2 separate regions of the Capra hircus genome follow, and region 1 is linked to region 2. The links are chromatin contacts, called in public Hi-C maps. All regions are on one chromosome and are shown on one strand. Each heading gives the region's core, a stretch centred on a gene start, on an enhancer-like site or on the middle of the called end of the contact. The rest is flanking DNA. Distances are from core to core; before and after follow the strand shown.

Evidence for each region. Hi-C and Micro-C count contacts between places; a contact is called where the count stands out from the background.
Region 1: a Hi-C map of blood shows a contact between it and region 2, with 4 times the contacts expected there. The contact joins two enhancer-like sites. A contact is called at or near these places in 3 of 5 Hi-C or Micro-C datasets (all in blood).

Annotation. Positions count from the first base shown.
Region 1 is chr16:58,947,395-58,952,728 of ARS1.2, forward strand. No RefSeq gene overlaps it. Among named protein-coding and RNA genes, the nearest start is that of FAM20B, 30 kb to the right of the region's middle. Within about 2 kb of position 1,562, at least 3 of the 5 cell types and tissues checked have an H3K27ac peak or open chromatin away from gene starts, as enhancers often do.
Region 2 is chr16:58,756,326-58,761,879 of ARS1.2, forward strand. The region is part of intron 1 of RALGPS2 (ras-specific guanine nucleotide-releasing factor RalGPS2); the gene reads left to right. Among named protein-coding and RNA genes, the nearest start is that of RALGPS2, 28 kb to the left of the region's middle. Within about 2 kb of position 2,571, at least 1 of the 5 cell types and tissues checked has an H3K27ac peak or open chromatin away from gene starts, as enhancers often do.

The DNA.
Region 1 (5,334 bases), core at 312-2,811, 190 kb after region 2:
GAGCATAAACTAGTAGCAATATTACATAAACGGCTGATCAGCTGTAGTAAAGACTGAATTATCTTTCTGTTCTCTCTATAGAAAATGATATTACAAATTGCTGGCAAATGAAGCGCTTGTCAAAGAGTAGGCAGGCAAAACACCTGGAAAAATACTATAGAGGTGTGGTGCTGCTGCTGCTGCTAAGTCGCATCAGTCATGTCCAACTCTGTGTGACCCCATGGACGGCAGCCCACTAGGCTCCCCCGTCCCTGGGATTCTCCAGGCAAGAACACTGGAGTGGATTGCCATTTCCTTCTCCAATGCATGAAAGTGAAAAGTGAAAGTGAAGTCGCTCGGTCATGTCCGAGTCTTCGCGACCCCATGGACTGCAGCCTATCAGGCTCCTCCGTCCATGGGAGTCTCCAGGCAAGGGTACTGGAGTGGGTTGCCAGTGTCTTCTCCAGAGGTGTGGTGGGTGGTTAATAAAAAGGTTACTTTTCTGGATTTTGTGATACTTGTGCCATTTGTTAGCTTTTTAAAATTTATAATTTGATGTCATCTGTTTTCTCAACCCAAGTAAATATTTGTTTCTCATTCTAAGGAAAATAGCTCATTCTAAGTAAATATTTATAAAATTGGGTTTACAAATATGATTTTGTGTTTGTAATTTTATATTATTTTTCTTAAAATGAGCCCTAAATGGTGAAAGCTTCAGACCCACAAAGTCTAGATCTGGGCCTCGGCCTGGATTTGAAGGTCAGTCTTGCCCTTCAAGTTTCCCTAGGATCTCTAGCTCACTCCTCCCCCAAGGTCTCCTGCAAGTCAGTCAGTCAGTTGTGTCTGACTCTTTGCGACCCCATGAACTATACAGTCCATGGAATTCTCCAGGCCAGAATACTGGAGTGGGTAGCCTTTCCCTTCTCCAGGGGATCTTCCCAACCCAGGGATCAAACCCAGGGATCAAACTCAGGCCTCCCGCATTGCAGGCAGATTCTTTACCAGCTGAGCCACAAGGGAAGCCCAAGAATACTGGAATGGGTAGCCTATCCCTTCTCCAGTGGATATTCCTGACCCAGGAATCGAACTGGGGTCCCCTGCATTGCAGGCGGATTCTTTACCAACAGTTTGAGCCCAAGGAACCCCTTATCCTCCAGAAGCAGCAGGGTCTGCCAGCCAGTGAGACCTGTCTTTGCCGTATTAGGACGGCCTCTGGGGACTTTCCTTCAGAAAGCCCCCTCTGGCAGGGTGGTTGGCCGTCGTGTGAACACATGCCATGCCCCTGGGGTAGAGTGAGCCCCACCCCCAGGCCTTGTGGCCTGGCTGGAGGCCCCACCACCAGCGCTATCTGAGACTAGGAGTCCTGCAGTGGAGGCAGGACCAGCAGCTTGGGGCTGGCTGCCGCTGACCAGAACCCCCATGTTCCTAAAGGGGATGACACTCCATCTTCCTAAACTGGCATATTCTGGGCTTTTCCCCTCTTCTGGCATATCTTCCCGCCCAGCCCATGGTGCCCGAGTGAATGCCCACTGTTTTTAAATTAGTCAGATAGCATGGAGCCAGCCTGCGCAGGGCATCTGGACAGAGCCCCGTGGCCCCTTGTCAGTGTAACACCGTAACTGTTGTCTTCTTCCTCACCCGGACCATCGGGTCCCCCCAGCCACGCTGCTCCAAGCCGAAGGGGAGTTTTCTGTTTTTCACAATTAGCCAGAACTCTTCTGCAGAAAGACGTAACAGAGAGCTCCGGGGTCCCACCCGGCTGTGCCCGTCCCCACCCGGCTGTGCCGATCCAGGCATGAAAAGACACTGACCCCGTGTGGCCACTTGTGGACGTGCAGCAGGAGGGAAAAGAAAGGAAGAGAGGCACTTGTGAGGTCTTTTGATCCTTTGACCTCAAGCAAATGACCCTTCCAGGCCCTCCCTCATCAGCTGAGCTTGGTCCCCACTCATGGCACAGGACCCCTGCCCAGAGCCAAGCTGTTCATCCCTGATGACACGTCCCCATCCCGCACTCAACTCTGTGTTAATATTGGGCTGTAGCTTCACAGGACATTTGAGCTCAGTGTGGGCAAGAGAGGTGCCATGGAGGGGTGGGCATGGGCCATTCAGAAAGGGTTTTGACAGACGGAGGGGAGGACAGTTCTGCTCCCCACCCTCAGGTCCCCAAAGCATAGCGGCTTACTTAGTGAGGAATCTGCAGACTCCCGCACACCTGCACTCCAGGTGAGGGAACTGGCCTGAGCCCAGGCAGGCAGGTGGGGAGCAGGCATAGAGGGCTGGCCAGAGGAGCTGCCTTTCAGCAAAGGTTCCAGGATAGGTGGGGCACTGAACTGATTTCTCTAGAAGCTGAGTCTCCAGCCCCAATTCTGTGCTCTTTCCCTGACCATAGGGCTCTCTGAAAGTGAAGAGGCCTGAGGGCCACCGTCTGGGCTAGGGGAGGAGTGGGTGTAGAGCTAGGCAGTTGCAGCATTCTGATGCTATTTGAATTCTGAACATATCAAAATCAGACTCTGTTTCTAAATATTCACTCTTCGTTTGATGCTGTGATCAAGGTGCTGTGAAAAGAAAGTGTCATGCTTGGGAGAGATGAGGAAAGAGGCTCAGAAAAGTCAAATAGCTGTGTCTCGAGTCAAGACCACTCTGTAAGAAGCCAAGCAGGGGGTTGAAAAATGAAATGAAAATATAACATAGGCAGGGCTGTTGGGCTCCAGAATCCACGCCCAGCTGCTGCCCCCTGTAGCTTCTAAGGAACAAAAGCCTGACTGGTTTTTGGAGCTCCCTCCTCCCCAACTTCAATCCACTCTCCCCTTGAGGTACAGTTATCGCCTCACAGTCAAATCTGATCACCTTGCTCCCTGCTCAGCGTTGTCAGCAGGTCTCCTTTGGTGTCAGGGTAAAAGCTCCAGCCTTTGCTTTAACTTCAGAGGCCTTCCTGACCTCTCCCCTTGCTCCAACCACATAATTCCCCTCTAATTTCCAGCTGCACTGCCCTTAGGCAGTCCCTAACCCACTACCTCTCAGCCCTATGTGCAAATGAATCCCCTGGGGACTTTGATAAACTGCAGATTCTGGTTCCCTAGATCTGGGGTGGGGCTCTGGATTCTAAACTTTTAACAAACTTCCAAGTGATGCCAATTCTGCTGGTCCACAGACCATAGGTGAGTGTCAAAGTGGTAAACTTGTCATATTCCCCTCAGCTTTGACCCCTGCACAAACTATTCCTTTGGTCTGAAACGTTTTCCCCTTCCTGTCTTCCTCCTGCTCTATCGCGTTGTTATTGTTGTTGTTCTGTCGTTAAGAGACCCCACGGAAGCAGGTCAGGCTTCGCTGTCCTCAACTCTCTCCTAGAGTTTGCTCAAATTCATGTCCGTTGAGTCAGTGATGTTTTCTAACCATCAGATCCTCTGCAGCCCGCTTCTCTTTTTGCCTTCGATCTTTCCCAGCATCAGGGTCTTTTCCAATGAAATGGCTCTTCGTATCAGGTGGCCAAAGTACTGGAGCTTCAGCTTCAGCATTCAGTCCTTCCAGTGAATATTCAGGTTTGCTTTCCTTTAGGATGGACTGGTTTGATCTCCTGCTAATCCTACTCCTCCGTACATCAGGTTAGATGCCACTGCCTCTAGGAAGCTTTCCTGCCCACTTTGAGGCTAGTTAGGGCATGCCTCATCTATTAGAGCTGCAAACAGATAACTGAAATGGGATCTGGGGTTGGTTTTTAAAAACACTCAAGAGAAAAAGTGAGATCAGGAGATAGATGAAATAAGGATGACAGAATATTGATCCCTGTTGAAGCTGGGTGATGGATACTTGAGGGTTCATTGTGCTCTCAACATTTGTACATGTTTGGAAGTTTCCCCAAAAAAAACTGATTAAAAAAAACCCAAAGCCTAGGTTAGGAGCCTCTCCCATGTGCCTCCTTAGCTTGTGCCCCTGCCTGTCCCCAACCTCACTCTAGCATCGACCCCACGGCACTGTGAGTTGCCAGTTTTTTTAAGGGCCAAGATTATACTGTGTTTTGTTCATTTTTGTACCCTGGCCTTTGGCACAGTCATCAACACAGAGTAAATACTCAACATATTTTTGTTAAATGGCTGAATGAAAATCCTGCCAAGGTGATAGAAAGCAAATTGTTGAAAACACATGTTGAAACAAAACCGTGAACTATTGTTCTGCCTTATGTAGAGCTGGTTTGTGTCCACTCCTGGAATCCTCTGTGAAGTCCAGTGTGTCTTGGGAGAATCAATTTAAATGGTGAAGCAGAAAGAAAATTTAGACCCAGGACCTCTTTAGTGTATAGGAGAGAAGAGTAAATATGATATGATTCAAAGCTGTTGAAACAGAAATAATATAGGTTCATTCATTCAGTTATCAAATATTTGTTCAGTGTCTGAGCATAAGATTTGTCTGTCATGTTAGAGACACCTCTTCTCAGAGTAGCTATTTGCATGAGCTTATATGAATAGTTTTTTTAAAAATCAAAACTCAACTGAGTACATTTTAAAGATCTCATTGGCTGTATTCAATGATTCATTAATCAGACAGTATCCAATCTAGCAGATAGAAAGGAACTCAAAGGGGTTTACCAAATGAAAGCGTTTTATAGGAGAAGGGAACAGGAAAAAGGAAGTTACACTAGGTTTAAAAAAAGAAAAAGTGAGTTAGTTATTGCAAAGTTACTTTCCTTTAGTGAATGGCAGGATCTATCAGGCAGATTACCTAACTAATGCTGATTAGGCCTGCTTGACTGGTTTAAGATTCCATTTCCAGGAGAGCTGAAACCATAATAATGTCTCAGTTTGGTGACGTAGGCTTAGCATAAGGAACTCCATTTGGGGCCTGTTGTCTTTAACAAAAGCTTGTGTATGTTGGCCAAAGGAAAGAGGCAGAAGGGTTTTTTGGCATGGGGAGGGGTATTGTTTCAGTTTGTGAAGGGGAACCTAAAGAGAAGGCAGAGAGACTGGGACAGAGATGGGATGATGAGATCTCCGGGTTCCCAGAGGAACTAAAACGAGTAAGTTAGGGCCAGAGGTTAAAGAGCAGTCTTCGGAGGACCCTAGGCATCAACACAAGCCAATAAACCACTTGTACCCTCCATTTCCTACACCCATCTGCTTGAACCCAGTGCAGCTTTTACTCTCAGATTGCATGGTGGCCAGGAGCATTGGGGGTGGGGAGAGAGAGCATCATCTCAGTTTTCTGTCTTGAAGAATGGGGTGAATAGTGATGCCTTTCAAAGGCATGAGAAATACAGCGGGAAGAGCAAGACTGAAGGAAACGCAGTGAGTTCACACGTGGAGACACTTCACTAGGGGATCCCCTTTAATGTGTGAGAGATAGGCTTGTGCAAACGAAAAG
Region 2 (5,554 bases), core at 1,321-3,820:
CAGTTGCTGCTAGAATAGAGCCCCATCTTTCGCAAATTAACACTTATGGTTTTCACTGTTCGGTGAATGACTGGGAGGGTGTATAACCTGATAATTTGTAATTTTGCTGGGCACATATTGGTCCTAGTCTGCCACTGGTAGGCACATTTGTTATTCTCTGGATTTTTTTGTGTAGAAATTTTTGATGCGAGAACTGTTTATGCTGCAGGAGGCAACTTGTTCTGGTGATCAAAGAGAAGTAGAAGACAGTACATCTAGAAAGAGGAATTTGGAGTAAATTGTAAGATTCTGTGGTGGCTTAATAAATTCATGATGTAAAAGAGTCTGCTTTGCAACTTGCAAATAACTAGAGATTCAGTTCAGTTCAGTTCAGTTGCTCAGTCGTGTCCAACTCCTTGCAACCCCATGAATCACAGCATGCCAGGACTCTGTCCATCACCAATTCCCGGAGTTCACTCAAACTCATGCCCATCAAGTCAGTGATGCCATCCAGCCATCTCATCCTCTGTCATCCCCTTCTCCTCCTGCCCCCAATCCTTCCCAGCATCAGGGGCTTTTCCAGTGAGTCAACTCTTCGCATGAGGTGGCCAAAATACTGGAGTTTCAGCTTCAGCATCAGTCCTTCCAATGAACACCCAGGACTGATCTCCTTTAGGATGGACTGGTTGGATCTCCTTGCAGTCCAAGGGACTCTCAAGAGTCTTCTCCAACACCACAGTTCAAAAGCATCAATTCTTCGGCGCTCAGCTTTCTTCACAGTCCAACTCTCACATCCATACATGACCACTGGAAAAACCATAGCCTTGACTAGATGGACCTTTGTTGGGAAAGTAATATCTCTGCTTTTGAATATGGTATCTAGGTTGGTCATAACTTTCCTTCTAAGGGGTAAGCATCTTTTAATTTCATGGCTACAGTCACCATCTGCAGTGATTTGGGAGCCCCCAAGAATCAAGTCTGACACTGTTTCTGTTTCCCCATCTATTTGCCATGAAGTGACTGGACCAGATGCCATGATCTTAGTTTTCTGAATGTTGAGCTTTAAGCCAACTTTTCACTCTCTTTCACTTTCATCAAGAGGCTTTTTAGTTCCTCTTCACTTTCTGCCCTAAGGGTGGTGTCATCTGCATATCTGAGGTTATTGAGATTTCTCCCAGGAATCTTGATTCCAGCTTGTGCTGCTTCCAGCCCAGTGTTTCTCATGATGTACTCTGCATATAAGGTAAATAAGCTGGGTGACAATATACAGCCTTGATGTACTCCTTTTCCTATTTGGAACCAGTCTGTTGTTCCATGTCCAGTTCTAAGTGTTGCTTCCTGACTGGCATATAGGTGTCTCAAGAGGCAGGTCAGGTGGTCTGGTATTCCCATCTCTTTCAGAATTTCCCACATCATTTCAGGGTTTTTAAGAATCATTGAAAGTCTGTTGGAGTAAAAAAAAATTAGTTATACTGTAATGTGCTGTATACTATAGTAACATTCTCAAATTTGAGGATATTTCAAGATGTCTTGGGACAGATCACTGTTAAACATTGAGGATCTGTTGTACTTGAAGTAATTACACAGGTACCCATTTGTTGAGGTTTATGAATTCAACAGGAATGTCTTTCTATCACTGTGTATGTGTATGTGTGTATATCTTCTTAATGAGACTTGTAAGATCCTGTAATTTAATAGTCCCATTTATAAGGACTGTCTTTTTATTGCCTCCAGTCCAAGCTTTTGTTTTTACTGTGGCAAACGTTGCCCTTTATACCACCTTCTCCAGACGCACTTCCTGATGCTTCCCATGACTCTTTTTCACATTTTACCCTCTAATTATATTGTACTCCACTATTGGCGGTTCCCTGAATGCCAGTGACAAAGGATTTCACTGTCCCTAGCCTTTGTACATGGTGTTTTCCTTTGTCATCATGTTTACCTAATGAACTTCTGTTAGAAGTGAAAAGAGAGAAACCAGATATTTTACCCTCTACCACTCCCACATTTCCACAGTGCTTAAACATCCAGTTAAGGATTAGTAGGAAGAGGGTGATTTGGCATTGTAGAAAGCACCAAGGATTAGCAAATAGAAGGCTTGTGTTTAAGAGCTACCTGTCCCTTTAATGATGTGAGCTTGGCCAGATCACATGACCTCCCTCCCATTAGATTGTTGTCTAGCTGTAAAATCAGGAGATTGGAATAAAGCAAAGGGTTAGCAAACTCACCCACTCCTTCTTTCCTTTACTTCCATTTTTCTTCCCTCCCCTTTTTATTCTTGCACATTTGAAGGATACAGTGGTTTCATGTTGCTTTATAGTAAATTACTACAGCAGTGATTCTCCTAGGGAGTTGGAAGGATAAGGGCATTCCCTGGGTTGAGAGGGGCAAATATTAAAATAAAGGAAGACCTGGAGCTTTTGAATGTACTCCAAGTGGAGATCTCCAAAGTACCTTTCCACCTCTTAAATAATGTTCATCTGTGTTATTCTTGGTAGTAGGTAGCATGAGGCAGAAATATTTGAGGGTTTATGTAGCTTAGTTCCAGAACACTGTTCACGAGATCGGTTCTGGCTCTGAGGTTGAAAGTGACACTAAATAAATGGCCACTAACGCCATCTATTGGTGGAAAGAGTTATACTTTTTATTGGAAACGTACCTTATTCTTTGAAATTTTGCAAGTTGAAGATTTTGGGGACTTCCCCACTGGTTCAGTGGTAAAGAATCTGCCTGCAGTACAGAGACACAGGAAATGCAGGTTCAATTCCTGGGTTGGGAACATCCCTTGGAGGAGGAGATGGCAACCCACTCCAGTATTCATGCCTGGAAATGGACCGAGGAGCCTATTGGGCTGCTGTCCATGGGGTCACAAAGAGTTAGACCTGACTGATCATACACACACTATGAAATGAAGATTTTAAGGCCAAGAAGGTTTTGTATAACTCGGAAGAACTTGTAGGATTCCCTCCACTTTTTACTTTGAAAGACTTTCAAACCAAAAAGAAAATTATGAGAGTAGTAAAGAAAGCTCCTGTTTACCCTCTATACAAATTCACCAATTTTCAACATTTTGCCCTGTTTACTTTGTAATTGATTTATTTGTCCCTCATACACACATATATGCTGTTTTTCTGAAATATTTGGGATTAGTTTTCATACCTCATACTCTTAATACTTCAATTATATTTCTTAACAGCAAATTTATTTTTTTATATAACCACAATATAGTTATTGAATATAGGAAACTGATACAGTACTTTGATTTGCAGTCTGTATTCTGGTTTCTGAATTGCCCCCAATAACGTCTTTATAGCACTTATTGTAGTCCAGTACAGCGGGTGTAGTTATCATGTGTCTTGGTGTTTTCTTTCATTTGTAATGGTTCCTCGGGTTTTCTTAGTGTCTCATAACAGTGGCATTTTTAAAATACTGCATCTGTAGACCATACTTCAGTTTAGGTTTGCCTATTTCTTTGAGATTAGGTTCAGGATATGGGTGAATTTAACTCAGATGACCATTATATCTACTACTGTGGGCAGGAATCCCTTGGAAGAAATGGAGTAGCCATCATAGTCAACAAAAGAGTCCGAAATGCAGTCTTAAAAATGACAAGATGATCTCTGTTCGTTTCCAAGGTAAACCATTCAATATCACGGTAATTCCAAGTCTATGTCCTGACCAGTAACGCTGAAGAAGCTGGAGTTGAACGGTTCTGTGAAGACCTACAAGACCTTTTAGAACTAACACCCAAAAAAGATGTCCTTTTCATTATAGGAGACTAGAATGCAAAAGTAGGTAGTCAAGAAACACCTGGAGTAACAGGCAGATTTGGTCTCGGAGTACAGAATGAAGCAGGGCAAAGGCTAATAGAGCTTTGCCAAGAGAACGCACTGGTCATAGCAAACACTCTCTTCCCACAACACAAGAGAAGACTCTACACATGGACAACACCAGATGGTCAATACTTAAATCAGACTGATTATATTCTTTGCAGCCAGAGATGGAGAAGCTCTATACAGTGATCAAAAACAAGATGGAGAGTTGACTGTGGCTCAGATCATGAACTCCTTATTGCCAAATTCAGACTTAAATTGAAGAAAATAGGGAAAACCACTAGACCATTCAGGTATGACCTAAATCAAATCCCTTACGATTACACAGTGGAAGTGAGAGATAGATTCAAGGGATTAGATCTAATAGACAGAGTGCCTGATGAACTATGGAAGGAGGTTCGTGACATTGTACAGGAGACAAGGATCAAGACCATCCCCCAAAACAAGAAATGCAGAAAAGCAAAATGGCTGTTTGAGGAGGCCTTACAAATAGCTGTGAAAAGAAGAGAAGCGAAAAGCAAAGGAGAAAAGGAAAGATATACCCATTTGAATGCAGAGTTCCAAAGAATAGCAAGGAGAGATAAGAAAACTTTCCTCAGTGATCAGTGCAAATAAACAGAGGAAAACAATAGAATGGGAAAGACTAGAGATCTCTTCAAGAAAATTAGAGATACCAAGGGAACATTTCATGCAAAGATGGGCTCGATAAAGGACAGAAATGGTATGGACCTAACAGACGCAGAAGATATTAAGAAGAGGTGGCAAGAATACACAGAAGAACTGTACAGGAAAGATCTTCATGACCCAGATAATCACGATGGTGTGATCACTCACCTAGAGCCAGACATCCTGGAATGTGAAGTCAAGTGGGTCTTAGGAAGCATCACCAAGAACAAAGCTAGTGGAGGTGATGGAATAGTGGAGAGCTCAAAGCCAGTTGAGCTCTTTCAAATCCTGAAAGATGATGCTGTGAAAGTGCTATACTCAATATGCCAGCAAATTTGGAAAACTCAGCAGTGGCCACAGGACTGGAAAAGGTCAGTTTTCATTCCAATCCCAAAGAATGCTCAAACTACCACACAATTGCACTCATCTCACATGCTAGTAAAGTAATGCTTAAAATTCTCCAAGCCAGACTTCAGCAATACATGAACCATGAACTTCCAGATGTTCAAGCTGGTTTTAGAAAAGGCAGAGGAACCAGAAATCATATTGCCAACATCCGCTGGATCATGGAAAAAGCAAGAGAGTTCCAGAGAAACATCTATTTCTGCTTTATTGACTATGCCAAAGCCTTTGACGGTGTGGATCACAATAAACTGTGGAAAATTCTGAGAGATGGGACTACCCGACCACCTGACCTGCCTCTTGAGAAATCTGTATGCAGGTCAGAAGCAACAGTTAGAACTGGACATGGAACAACAGACTGGTTCCAAATAGGAAAAGGAGTACATCAAGGCTGTATATTGTCACCCTACTTATTTAACTTATATGCAGAGTACATCATGCAAAATGCTGGGCTGGATGAAGTACAAGCTGGAATCAAGATTGCCAGGAGAAATCTCAATAACCTCAGATATGCAGATGACACCACCCTTATGGCAGAAAGTGAAGAGGAGCTAAAAAGCCTCTTGATGAAAGTGAAAGAGAGTGAAAAGTTGGCTTAAAGCTCAACATTCAGAAAACTAAGATCATGGCATCTGGTCCAGTCACTTCATGGCAAATAGATGGGGAAACAATGA